Regions from separate parts of the Mus musculus genome. Here region 1 is linked to region 2. The links are chromatin contacts, called in public Hi-C maps. All regions are on one chromosome and are shown on one strand. The core of a region is the stretch at or near the end of the contact, and the rest is flanking DNA. Distances in the headings are between cores, read along the strand shown. Region 1 holds the start of Meg3 (maternally expressed 3). Region 2 has its middle 42 kb from the start of Dlk1.

What was found. Hi-C and Micro-C count contacts between places; a contact is called where the count stands out from the background.
Region 1: a contact with region 2 is called in a Hi-C map of cerebral cortex, with 2.7 times the contacts expected there. The contact joins the promoter of Meg3 here to the enhancer-like site in region 2. A contact is called at or near these places in 5 of 484 Hi-C or Micro-C datasets (CD8 T cells, cerebral cortex, granulosa cells and 2 more) and 7 of 115 datasets of contacts at active chromatin or transcription factors (the NIH/3T3 cell line, VIP interneurons, embryonic limb bud and 4 more).

The regions. Positions count from the first base shown.
Region 1 is chr12:109,539,188-109,544,571 of GRCm38.p6, reverse strand. It overlaps Meg3 (maternally expressed 3), which reads right to left and starts at 3,576. Exons shown (of 10, transcript NR_027652.1): 1 at 3,473-3,576; 2 at 723-872; 3 at 1-545. Gm34081 (a long non-coding RNA gene) reads left to right here and starts at 4,423. Exons shown (of 8, transcript XR_003950134.1): 1 at 4,423-4,959. It overlaps Mir1906-1 (microRNA 1906-1), which reads right to left and starts at 31; the gene lies at 1-31.
Region 2 is chr12:109,408,762-109,414,220 of GRCm38.p6, reverse strand. No RefSeq gene overlaps it. Among named protein-coding and RNA genes, the nearest start is that of Dlk1, 42 kb to the left of the region's middle. Within about 2 kb of position 1,375, at least 50 of the 459 cell types and tissues checked have an H3K27ac peak or open chromatin away from gene starts, as enhancers often do. A contact at or near this core is called in VIP interneurons, cerebral cortex, embryonic limb bud and 1 more, where this site is marked.

The sequences.
Region 1 (5,384 bases), core at 2,327-4,826, 130 kb before region 2:
CAACAACCCTAGGAGGTTGCTCCTAATGTCCCCACTACCCCAAAAGGGACATCTCCGAGAAGGTGGGTGGAGGAGGGGGAGGGGACATGCCTTGGGGGGTCAGCCACGTGCTCATTCCAGAAGGAAGCACCCCACCCCACCCCACCCACGGAGTTGCCAGCAAGATGCTGGTCGCCCCTGACCCGGGTCCCCCTCCTGAGAGGTTCCCAAAGGGACCCTTTTGCTCAGGACATTGTTAGGACAGCATGATCAGTCACAAGGGACGACCCTCCTCGGGGAGGGCAGCACTCCAGTTCACTAGCAGATGAACACGAGCACAGATGTACAGGAAAGGGCTCAGACTCAAGACACAAGCAGAGCAAAGGTCAAGGGCCATGGCCAGTGCCCCCTCACTAGGGCACTGGTTCAAGGTTTGAACCCCAGAGAAACTAGCTGGCCACTGATGATCCTCTTTGTCGCTTGTCCCTCGCTGTCCTGATCCCAGGGGGGTCCACAAGGAGTTGCTCTGTATGGTAGTGGGTTCCTGGAATCCGTGCTCCTTGGCTCTACAAATAACCAAAGGTTAGAGAATTTATTAAATGCCCAGGTATAGGTATTAATTACAATGTAAGCTAATTAATTATAACTAATTATAATTTCAGCTAATTATTTAACATTTTAAGTTGTCTTTAATGGCTAATGGGTCTGGGGGTGATGAATGTGCAATGGGCAGGAGAGCTCACAGGCCATATAACATGCAGGCAACTTGAGGGAGTGGCTGGGGTACCAGGAGGTAGAGGTGCACAGCAGGTACTCGAGCAGCAGCCTTGGCATCCAGAAGGTGGTCCTGGAAGACTGGTGTGAGCCGATGATGTCATCCCTGAAGAGAGAGCCTAGGATATGGGAGGGGGTTGTTAGAAACCACCTTGATGACCTCTAACGGCCAGCCCAGGAACAGCATAGAGAGGGAGGGGGCAAGTGAAAGAGGAGAGAAGGGAGGGGAAGGCTTGGGGGGAAAGAGGGAGGGGTGGGAGGGATCAGGGAAGAGAAGCAGGGATGGGGTGGAGGGAAGGAAGAGAAGGGAGGGGTAAGAGGAATGAGGGAAATGGGTAGGGGCGGGAGGAGAAAGGAGGAGGAAGGGAGGGGTAAGAGGAATGAGGGAAGTGGGTGGGGGGGAGAAAGGAGGAGGGAGGAGGGAGGAGAAGTGGGAGGAGGGAAGAAGTGAGGAAAAATGGGAGGGGGAAGATAGGGGAGAAAAGTGGGAGGGGAAAGAGGGAGAGGAGAAATGGGAGGGGGAGGAGGGAGAAGAAATGGGAGGGGGAGGAGGGAGAAGAAATGGGAGGGGGGAGGAGGGAAAACAGAAATGGGAGGGGGAAGAGGGAAAGTAGAAATGGGAGGAGAAGTAGGAGGAGAAATGGGAGGGGAGGACAGCAATGGGAGGGGTACAGATGAATTGATTGACAGGTCACAAGTGTTAGCTGTGTGCGCATGCGCAACTCTAGCGCTAGTCTGGCAGGCCAAGAACCATTTGCACATAGAGACCGCTAGGGGGCGCGCGGCCCGCACTCACTAAGACTCCAATAGCCCAACCACCTGAGGCACCCCCACAGGCGCCAGGACGCAGCTGCTAGAGCTAGACTGACGTAGGAGGGGGGAGGGCGCCCAACAGGTTTCAGGCTTGGGGGGGGGGGGCAGAGCCCACATCAGCCATCTTTAAGGGTCGCTATGCACCCCCATCGCCTCTGCCTGAGCCATTTTCCAGACATGACGCAGCACACACACAGGCATCCAGGAGCCGCCTTGCACCAAAGAGACCCTGCAGTAAGGGGCTGCCCCCAGACCACAATTCTACTCCTGATAAGTAAAAGCAGGACGCTGCCCCCACCCACCATTAGTAAATCCAATTAAGCATAATTAAAATTTAAAGACTCAATTCTTAATACAGAACACTCATTTTTGAGGTCTTCAGCTATATGACAAAATAAAGGCAGACCACCCTGCCTCCCCCCACCCAATTAACACCCTTCTCCTCAAAACCTTGCCCCCCCTTTGCCACGTCAACTCTCAAGACCCTTATGGATGACGCCTAATTAATTAATATTTTTTGCAATTCTTCCTCAAAAAGCCACACCTTTCTAAGACCCCAGAAAACACAAATCACTGAAAATAAATTAATCTGCGTCCATGACACCCTAAATCACACAGCCACTGCAGATGACGCCATCTCTGACCTATTGTAAGTCCTGCAAGCGCACCTTAGTGAATCCAGGTATCTACTAACATTTCCCCATAGGTAAATGAACCCATGGTCCCGCAACCCATCTCGCTCCCGACCCCCTCCTGCAGGAGAACAAAGGCCACCTCCTCTTCCCTCCCCACCCCGCCCCCCAAAATTCCGCAGTGCCACCAGCGCCCTCTTGCGGCCATCAATAGAACATTCTAGAAACCTGCCACGTCGCAGCCCTCAGGCTGCCCCCCCCCTCAGCCAGCCAGCCCAGAATGAGGAGGGGGCGGCCAGGGGGGGCTTCACGGGGACAAAGGAAACGGCAAAAGGTGATTTACCAAAAGTCAAAAGCCTTCAACACGTCAGAATCTAGCCGCAGCCATCATGCGCAATGCCAAAAAGAACCCTGCCTCCAAATTTCCAGCACTCAGATCACCCCCCACACCTCCACACACCCCCTTTTCTGCATTTTATCTTTTCCTTCCTATGAGACGCAAGGACGTGGGGTTTTTTCTACCCTAGCCCACCCCCCACATCTATTCTGCCTTTGCCCCCCGGTTCCGCAGCCTTCTCTGTGATCTGGGGGTCTCCGGCTAGATTTGCCTTTGACGCCCTCTCTTTCCGCTGTTAAAGTAGCTGCGTCAGGAAACGGCTAGTAATGGTTACATTTTTTTTCCCACTATATTTTGCCCGAGGTTAGGTCTATACTAAACCCGAGTATCTGGATTCAGAATTGCTGGTCAACATGAACCTCTAAATCTTACGCCCACGTTCCGCCGAGAACCTGGCTAGGAGAAAAAGATGGCTCGAGACCCCCCTTTTCAGGTACCCCCCCCCCATTTTATGGGGCTTGCGGGATGATGCATCGCCGCCATGTCTCTCACCATTAATGCGATTCTAAGGGGGGCTTTCAGCCACCAAAACCAGGTTTTTAGACCCCAGAAACAAAAATACACTGGATTTGGGGGCGGAATATCTCATTATTGCTGCTTTTCTTAATCAGGGTCTCTACCGCGCTGCCCACACTAGTGAGAAAAAAAGCCCTAGTGGACCGGACCCCCCCACACCCGCGAGAAAAATGTGCCTGAGGATTCTTTTCCTTGCAGAATTTCGTGTTGGATGCTGGGGACCAGGCTAAGGGGCTGGCTTTGGGAGAAGGTCCCCAGCACTGGCCTTTCGGCATGTCCAGGAGGACGGAGCCGAAGCCAGATAGTGATGTCGTCTTCATTTTTGCACATCCTTTCAGGCAAAGGATGGCTAACCACTCACCAGGTAAGAGATTCTTCTGTGGGCGCCCCGGGTTTCTGGAAGAGCTGCAGCCAAGGCCAGCAGAGCCGAGGCGAGCTCTATTCCAGCTCTTCGTCTTCTGTGCTAGGGGCTGGCTGGGTGGGGTTTATATAAAGGCGCAGAAGGGGTGGTCTTTGACGTCAGCGCATTCTGCTGCAATGCGCTCATTTCTCTAAAAGTGATTGGCCGGAAAAATGAGCCCCCCAGATTCTATGACAAATTGCTGTAGCCGCACCCAGACTGCAGCAAAGAACGAAGGAAAAAAAAATCTGCCGCAGTGCCCCTGGCCGCCATGACCAACACCCTGTGGTCGCTGGTGATTTTTCCCTACATGAGCCCTAGTTGTGGATGGAAGGGCGATTTGTAGACAGAAACTGGGGGGAAATAACCCCAACTGGTGATTGTTCTCAGGCGACCAAGGATAAAGGTGGGGTACCGGGGATCGGCAGATGGCTTGCCTGGGTTTCTCAGAACATCAGTCAGGGGCTCCGGCTTAGGAAAGGAGAGCGTTGTTTTTTCCTAATTGCACTGGAAATTTTTAATAAAAATCCCAGATAAAATAATTGATTCCCAAATGTTAGCCTGGAGGCTGTCACCCCCACATAGGGTACCCCGATTCTGACGGACTATCTTGATACGGGGAATTTGGCATTGTTGAGGCAAAAGGACCTTGATTTTGAGTCCCAGGCTTTACAGAAGATACAACCTGTGCACCAAAAACCTTGCGCTATTCCGCCCTTTCCCAAGGACCCATTTCTGCCCGTTACAGGGGTACCCAGCAACCCGGAGTGTACTGTGAATATAGGCGCAACTGTGCCCCCTAAGAAAAGTACTTAATTAGTGAAAATGGGGTCCCTGTGGTAATGCTTAGAGTACACCCCCAAATCGGGCTGATTCCCCACACTTTGAAGGGCGCCCCCCCCTCTCCGCAGCCCAAGCAGACACATGTTGCTATGGTGCGTAGCTGCTGGCTGCGGACGCTCTGAGACTTGGCACAGGAGAGCTAATCCTTAACAGGTGGTACCTCCGGCTGCTCTGCCTACCCTAAGTGGCAAAGGGGGCAACATGTCCATCAAATGTCCTCTCGAAAAGGTCAGAATGCTGTTGAAAGGGACGAAGGATCTATCTTGGGGTGACAGGTGGGTGGCAACTGTGAGTCCAAAGAAGAAGCGTCTGGTGACAGAAAAGGAGCGAGAATGATTGAGACCCTAAAAGGAAAGTCAGAGGCCCTGTGGAGGACATGAAGCTGGAAGAGCCCCCCACCCCCACCCCCCCGCCGCCGCCTTATTTACGCCTCTGCAGCTGCTTTCGCGTAAGCCCCCTATGGCCAGCAAGCCTAGGATGCCACTGTGACTCGGGTCCTGGGGCTGAGAGGCACTGAGAAAAGCCACCGCTGAGCCCAGGGTTACCGATCAGCAGCTTGCCGGCGAGGTGACTCAGGCCTTTTCAGGGGTGGGGGCGTTGTTAAGGTAGGAACCGATGCACTTCGGAGGGTGAAAATGAAGGTTTAGGGCTTTGGGGGCATCAAAAAGAGCTTTCTGAATGTGTCAGATACTGGGAGAGAAAGAAAACACCCCATTTTTGCAAAGAGCCCCCCAAAAGAAGGCCCCTGACAAGCTAAAGAGGCCTTCTCCAGCCACAGACGTCATTATGCAGCAAAAAACATGGCTCCCAGCACCATAGTCAACAGGAGACATTTATTAACCCACAGTATTATTAGCTAGGAAACAGCCAGAGCTGGCTGGGGCCAATCATCAGCAAGGAGACCCTGTCGTCAAGCCCCTGTGGCCAATCAGACACCAGAAGGCCCAGTTGCTAGCCTCTGGGGGCAGAGGCAAGGGGTGCGCATTGTCATGGAGGCTCATGTTCGTGGCCCACGACGAGTGGGATTGCA
Region 2 (5,459 bases), core at 126-2,625:
TGCCACTTGTGCCTGTAAGACAATACCCTACCTTGGAATTGGACCCAAGCCAGAGATGCTTTGTGGCCTACACCGTCTAGAAAATTCTACCACACAACCTTCACCCAACCATTCTCCCATCCCACCACCCCATCACTTATCTGAGCGCTCTTAGTATCAGAACCTCTGATCCCCAACCCACCCTGAAAGGCTCCCTTTTACTTCTTTGGGAGACCTCCTTACCATCTCTAGACCTGGGGTTCTCACCACCCAAGTCCATCTTGGAGAACAAGTTGGTTCGGGATGGAGGATCAAAATGTCACTTCCTCTGAGGCCCCCAGGTAGAGTCTGTGATGTCACTGGCACAGTGATGTCACTTCCGCCATGATCTCCGGGATCCTTCTAGGACCAGGATGGTTGGCTATCTCCCAGTCTGTGCTGGAAGGACTGGAAGGGTATTTAGGTGAAAGGAACTACAATGTATGAAAAGGCCTGTGTCGAACACCAGGAGAGTCAAGTACCATAGAGCAGTAGGACAAAATGGAGTCACTATGCCTGGAGCTGGGAATCTATTTGGCTCTCTCAAGGGAGGAGATAGTCTCTGTTCAGAGTACCACAGGGAACTGGGCTAGGTAGCTCTGAAGCCTCAAGAAGGATCCTAGGGAGAGACAGGAAGTGGCTTCTGGCCCAGATCGCCTGTGCTCAGCCTCAACGTTTTCCACTTTCCCACAAGGCTCCTGGCCAAGCTGTTCAGGCCACTGTGCACTTTCTAACAAGATTGGATATTTGTAAGACTTATTAGCTGCTGGAAAGTCAGGGGCTGCGGGCCAGTCTGTTGTGGTGGTCCAGTGGCAGCAGCCTGCTTGGCGTACACTCTCATGGCCTCTGGCAACAGAAGTGGATAGGAAGGGACCCCCCAACCAGGAACAACCCCCCCCTGCTTCCCATGTAGAGTTTCCCAAAAAGCATTACCATGTGGGAAAGGGGCTGCCCTGGTTTGTATTCTCATAGATATGGATTCAAACCCAGGTCTGCTGCTTCTAAGATATGTGTTCAGGACAATGGAAGCAACGCCCAACGACCGCTTGCTCTTGCTAGCCAGGCACAAAGCAGATCCTCTGGTGGCCCCACAGCCCCACCACCTCCCTGTGTCAGGGGAGGTGACGTCCACCTGTGTGCTAGAATATCCCAACACGTTTTCCATTCCCATCGTAGATCTTCCCCAGCTGCACTTGCTCAGTGGAAAGGAATGTACAGCCCCAGAGCCCCAGAGCCCCAGAGCCCCAGAGCCCCAGAGCCCCAGAGAAGAAGGTCGGCCACGCCAGGCTTTGAGCATCTCTGGAGCAGCAATACTTGGGGCCCAGGGCCCCTTGCTCTGTGAGCCTAGCCAGTAATGAAGACCATGTGAGGGCTGTGGGCTCCCTCCGCCTTCCTGGCTTAGCAGAGAGGCTCTCAGGAAGTGTGGAGGGAGGGGGGGGGTCTGCCTGGCTGTCCAGCTGGAAGAATTGTGCTGAGAAGATGGAGAGCTAGCAGGGGTCAAGGAGACCCACTCCTCCCTGAAGCAATCTATGCATGCAGGACTCTGAATGCTACCGGTCCCCCTGAACCTGTGTCACCCAAAACTAGGTGTCTCATCCTATTTCAGAAAGATCACTAATGAAGGCTAGAGCGCAACACTGCAACCACTTCTTCAGGAAAGAAAAAAAAAAAGAACTATTGGTGGCCTTGGGTTCAGTTAAGAGGAGCACGGTGCTCTGGCTCGAGCGTGGCAGGGGTCTGCTGTAGCTGGCAGCTCGGACACAGCTCTCAAAGAGGACACCAATGCTCTCAAAAGAGCCCCGAGACTTGGTTTGGAGAAGAAAGGCTAGAGGGAGTCGTAGTTACCATTTCTAGATATGCTGGGCTCCCAACTCAGTTTTCCTGGTAGGAGCGTGCCTCCTCAGAGGGCTGGGCTCCCAGGCGATTGGCAAGCTCCCTAGTGCCAGAGGGAGGAACTGAGTCTAATCCTTGGCGTTCTGTGGGTGCCTCCACAGCCTGGGTGTGCACTGGAGGGCTAAGTGACTTCATGAGTTCTGTGAGGTCTGGGGCGCCTCTCTCAGCAGCCCGAACCAGAAGTGCCTGGCAGAACCTCACTCACTTGGACTCTGAACACACGAGAAACTGAAGGGAGAAGCTTCCCACGGCCAGAGGAGACCTGGGCCCTTCCTGCATCCTGGATTAGCTAGTGGAGGGAGACCCACCAGCCCACACTCCCAGAGGGAACCTCGGGGCCGCATCAAGGGCCTGTACACTGTTTTCCTGCTTACAAGAGCCAGATGCTCTGTTCACAAGGGTCTGCCCAGGCTGTCAAAACACTCCCAAACACTCAGGGTCTAAGGGGTACATAGAAATAAGCCATCTGGCCCATCTTCTCTTGCACTGGGAGGGAGGGGATGCCTGGTAGACCATTCCCCTGGTTTCTTACATAGGCAAGAAGACCCCATCTACTGAGAAACACATCTCTGTCTTAGCCAGGTCCACATGAACAGCCAAGCCCCAGTCCCAGTCCTCAGCCCAACGTCCCCTGCTGTCCTGGCCCCCACTCCTGCCCAGCTGCCTGGGCTAATCCAGGCCTGTGGGAAGCACAGGGTGGGGGCAGCCTTGCTGTTCAGAGGAGCCTCGATTCACCAGGATGCCTCCATGCACAGATGCGCCTCTCAGCTCGGGCGGATTTGATAAACTTGCTAAATTGCAATTCTCTGTGGCTTAGGAGAGCTGGGCCTTAGCCAGAACATGCATTATCCTCTGCAGCTGCAGGCTGCAGAGAGCCAAAGGGTGGAGGCCTAGTTGGGGCTTCCCCACCCTCCAGCCTGGGGCCCAGTGCTTTTGGGGTGCTAAGCCTAGAGCCACTCTCGGAGCCAAGCAGGCTCATGACAGTCACACTGGATCTAGGAAATCTGATTCATGGCACAATCTAGGAAAGAGCCAGTCATGAATCTCCCAGAAGGTTCTACAGGGAAGTGGCTGTGCACCCACATTTCTTGGGCAAGCAATGTTGGGGTCCTAGGTTGAACTCAGCTCTTCTGAGCAGGAATGCTTCAAATTTCCTCTCAAAACCTGGCCTTTGAGGCTCATAGCCCTGTTCTAGGCACAGAAAAAGGTACTTCTAATGGTAGCTTAGAGGCTCAGGGGACTTGGAAGTCCAGCTTGCGACCCTCCCCACAGGAAAACACTATGTACAGTTGGACTGCAGGAAGACTGGCGTCTCTAGACCCCAGGGTAAGCTGGGGGTGGTTTTGACGCCAGAGCCTAAGCGCTGTTCTGTCCTCTAGACAATCAATTTCCGCACACGTACACAGAGAGCCACGGCTCTGCTTCCGGCTGCCTCGTCTCCGGGAATAGCTGCTTTTTAATTACATGGAAAGGTCACCAGGAAGAAAAGAAGCGAGAAGTCTGTCTTCTTATTCTTCCTCCCAGGGCTAAGAATGTTAAAACTAAGTAGCTGAGGGGCAAAAGGGGTTGGGTGGGGGTGGCCAGGGGGGGGGGATAGGAAGCCAGATAAGTGCTTAGGGGCTGGTGCCTCAGTTTCCCCAGCTGCAGAGGAGAATAACAGGTTTGCAGAATGACAAAGCCTTCCTGCAACCCAGCTACCCAGCACCTCAGTACTCCTGCTACTCAGCACAGCACTTCTGCAAACCAGCCACCCAGTACCTCTGTTACCCAGATATGTGCACACTAAACAAAATGGCTCTGCTCCTAGGGGGCTTAGGGTCTAGTGGGGAGGGAGGGGGAGAGAGAGAGAGAGAGAGAGAGAGAGAGAGAGAGAGAGAGAGAGAGGGAGAGAGAGAGAGAGAGACTTGATTCTGGCATCCCACTATGTGAGCTCTGTCTAAAATGGGGAGTTAAGCCAGTCCAAGAAACCACAGAAGGCTTCCTGGAAGAAACAGCCCTGAGCCTAGAGTTCAGATAGGCAGTGGTCAGCAAGAAGTCTTGTTCTTTGTGAGGACTGGCTTCCCAGCTGCTGACCCCTGGCCCCTGGTGGCACATCTTCATTTTCTGACTCCCACTGTTGTACCCAGAATGCCTTTCCAGAGCAGTCTTTGCTGCTTTTTGAAGCTGTGGACAAATAGTTAGAAGAGCTTGTCCTTCTACCTACTCTGTGCCCCCCCCAGCCCCAGAGCCCCTCAGCCAACACCCCAGGATAGTGTGTGCTGGATTGAGGAGCTAGCCCCCACCACACCCCTTGGGCTGCTGCAGAGCACAGGGTTTGGGGCTATGTCAATCACCATTTTAAGAGAGGGAAGATATTCTCCTCCCCACCCCCCACTGCCCCCACAAAGGGAATTTTAAAATTGGATTTACTGGTCAAATTAATGAAATGCATGCGTCCTCAGGCACCCCACCCCTGGGATGCTTCCTTTACTGACAAACAAATCTTTAAAATACAGTCAGCCACCTCCACAATATAGAAGCAACCCCAGCATATGTGTTCTTCACACCCCCGGGAGGGACTGCCAAACGCCCCTAGAGTCCTGAAGGGGGAGGGGGGACACTGAAGGGGTTTTAATTTTCTTCTTTCCGCTGACTCCAGCTTACTCTGTCAACAGCATCTTTTTATGATCAGGAACAAAGATAGCATTTTTAATAAAAGAACAATGCATCGATATTACTAATTACAGTTTTGATTTTTCAAAAGCTCCCCACCCCAATCCCCTCTTGTCCCCATAGGGTAAGTGGCTGCTCCCTGGGTGGCTGCCCCCAAGCAAAGATTGCTGCCCAAGGTCTCTGGCTTCATTCACTTCGTGCAAGTGGCAGGCAGCTCTCCATCACCATGGTGGCTAAGGCTGCCTCCCACTCCCTGGATCTCCTACCCACCCACCTAACCCATTCCCCCAACCCCCTCCCAGCTTGCCTGCTCCCCACTTAGTCTGGTGTGAGACAGGGAGTGGCATGGCCAGCCGGCAGGCCACTGCAGAGCTGGGAGTAACGGATGGCTTGCTCAAAGTACAGCCTTATTAATCCTGTCTGGCCTGAAAACCTCTGAATCCAGGGTCCAGGGCAGCAGCCAGTAGGCATATAGCAGCCTCACATCCTCCAAACATCTGGGGGGTATCTCAGGTCTGGGGGTACTCAGGTCTGTACCTCACTCTCCCCATCTAGTGCTGTGGTGGGTTTTCACTGCACCCCATGTGAAGATTTTCCAGCATCCTTCTGTAGCAGACATGACCAAGTCGCATCTGACCAGTCCCTGTCTGTTCATCTGTGAACTGAGGCCTGCTTGTGCCTTCCAAATGGGTCTCCTGCCCCTAGAACATCCCCGGTGGTGAGGGCTCAGAGGACGGACAGACAGAGCCTGAGCCAGGCTGCATGACAGACGGGCTGAATGCCAGGGAGGAAGCAAGGGAGGCTGAGGTGAGTGGTGAGAGGCGGTGAGGAGTGGCTCACAAGAACCATCCGGTAGTTAAATTCTGTAGAGGTCCGTTGGCCTCGGAGCCCACGTC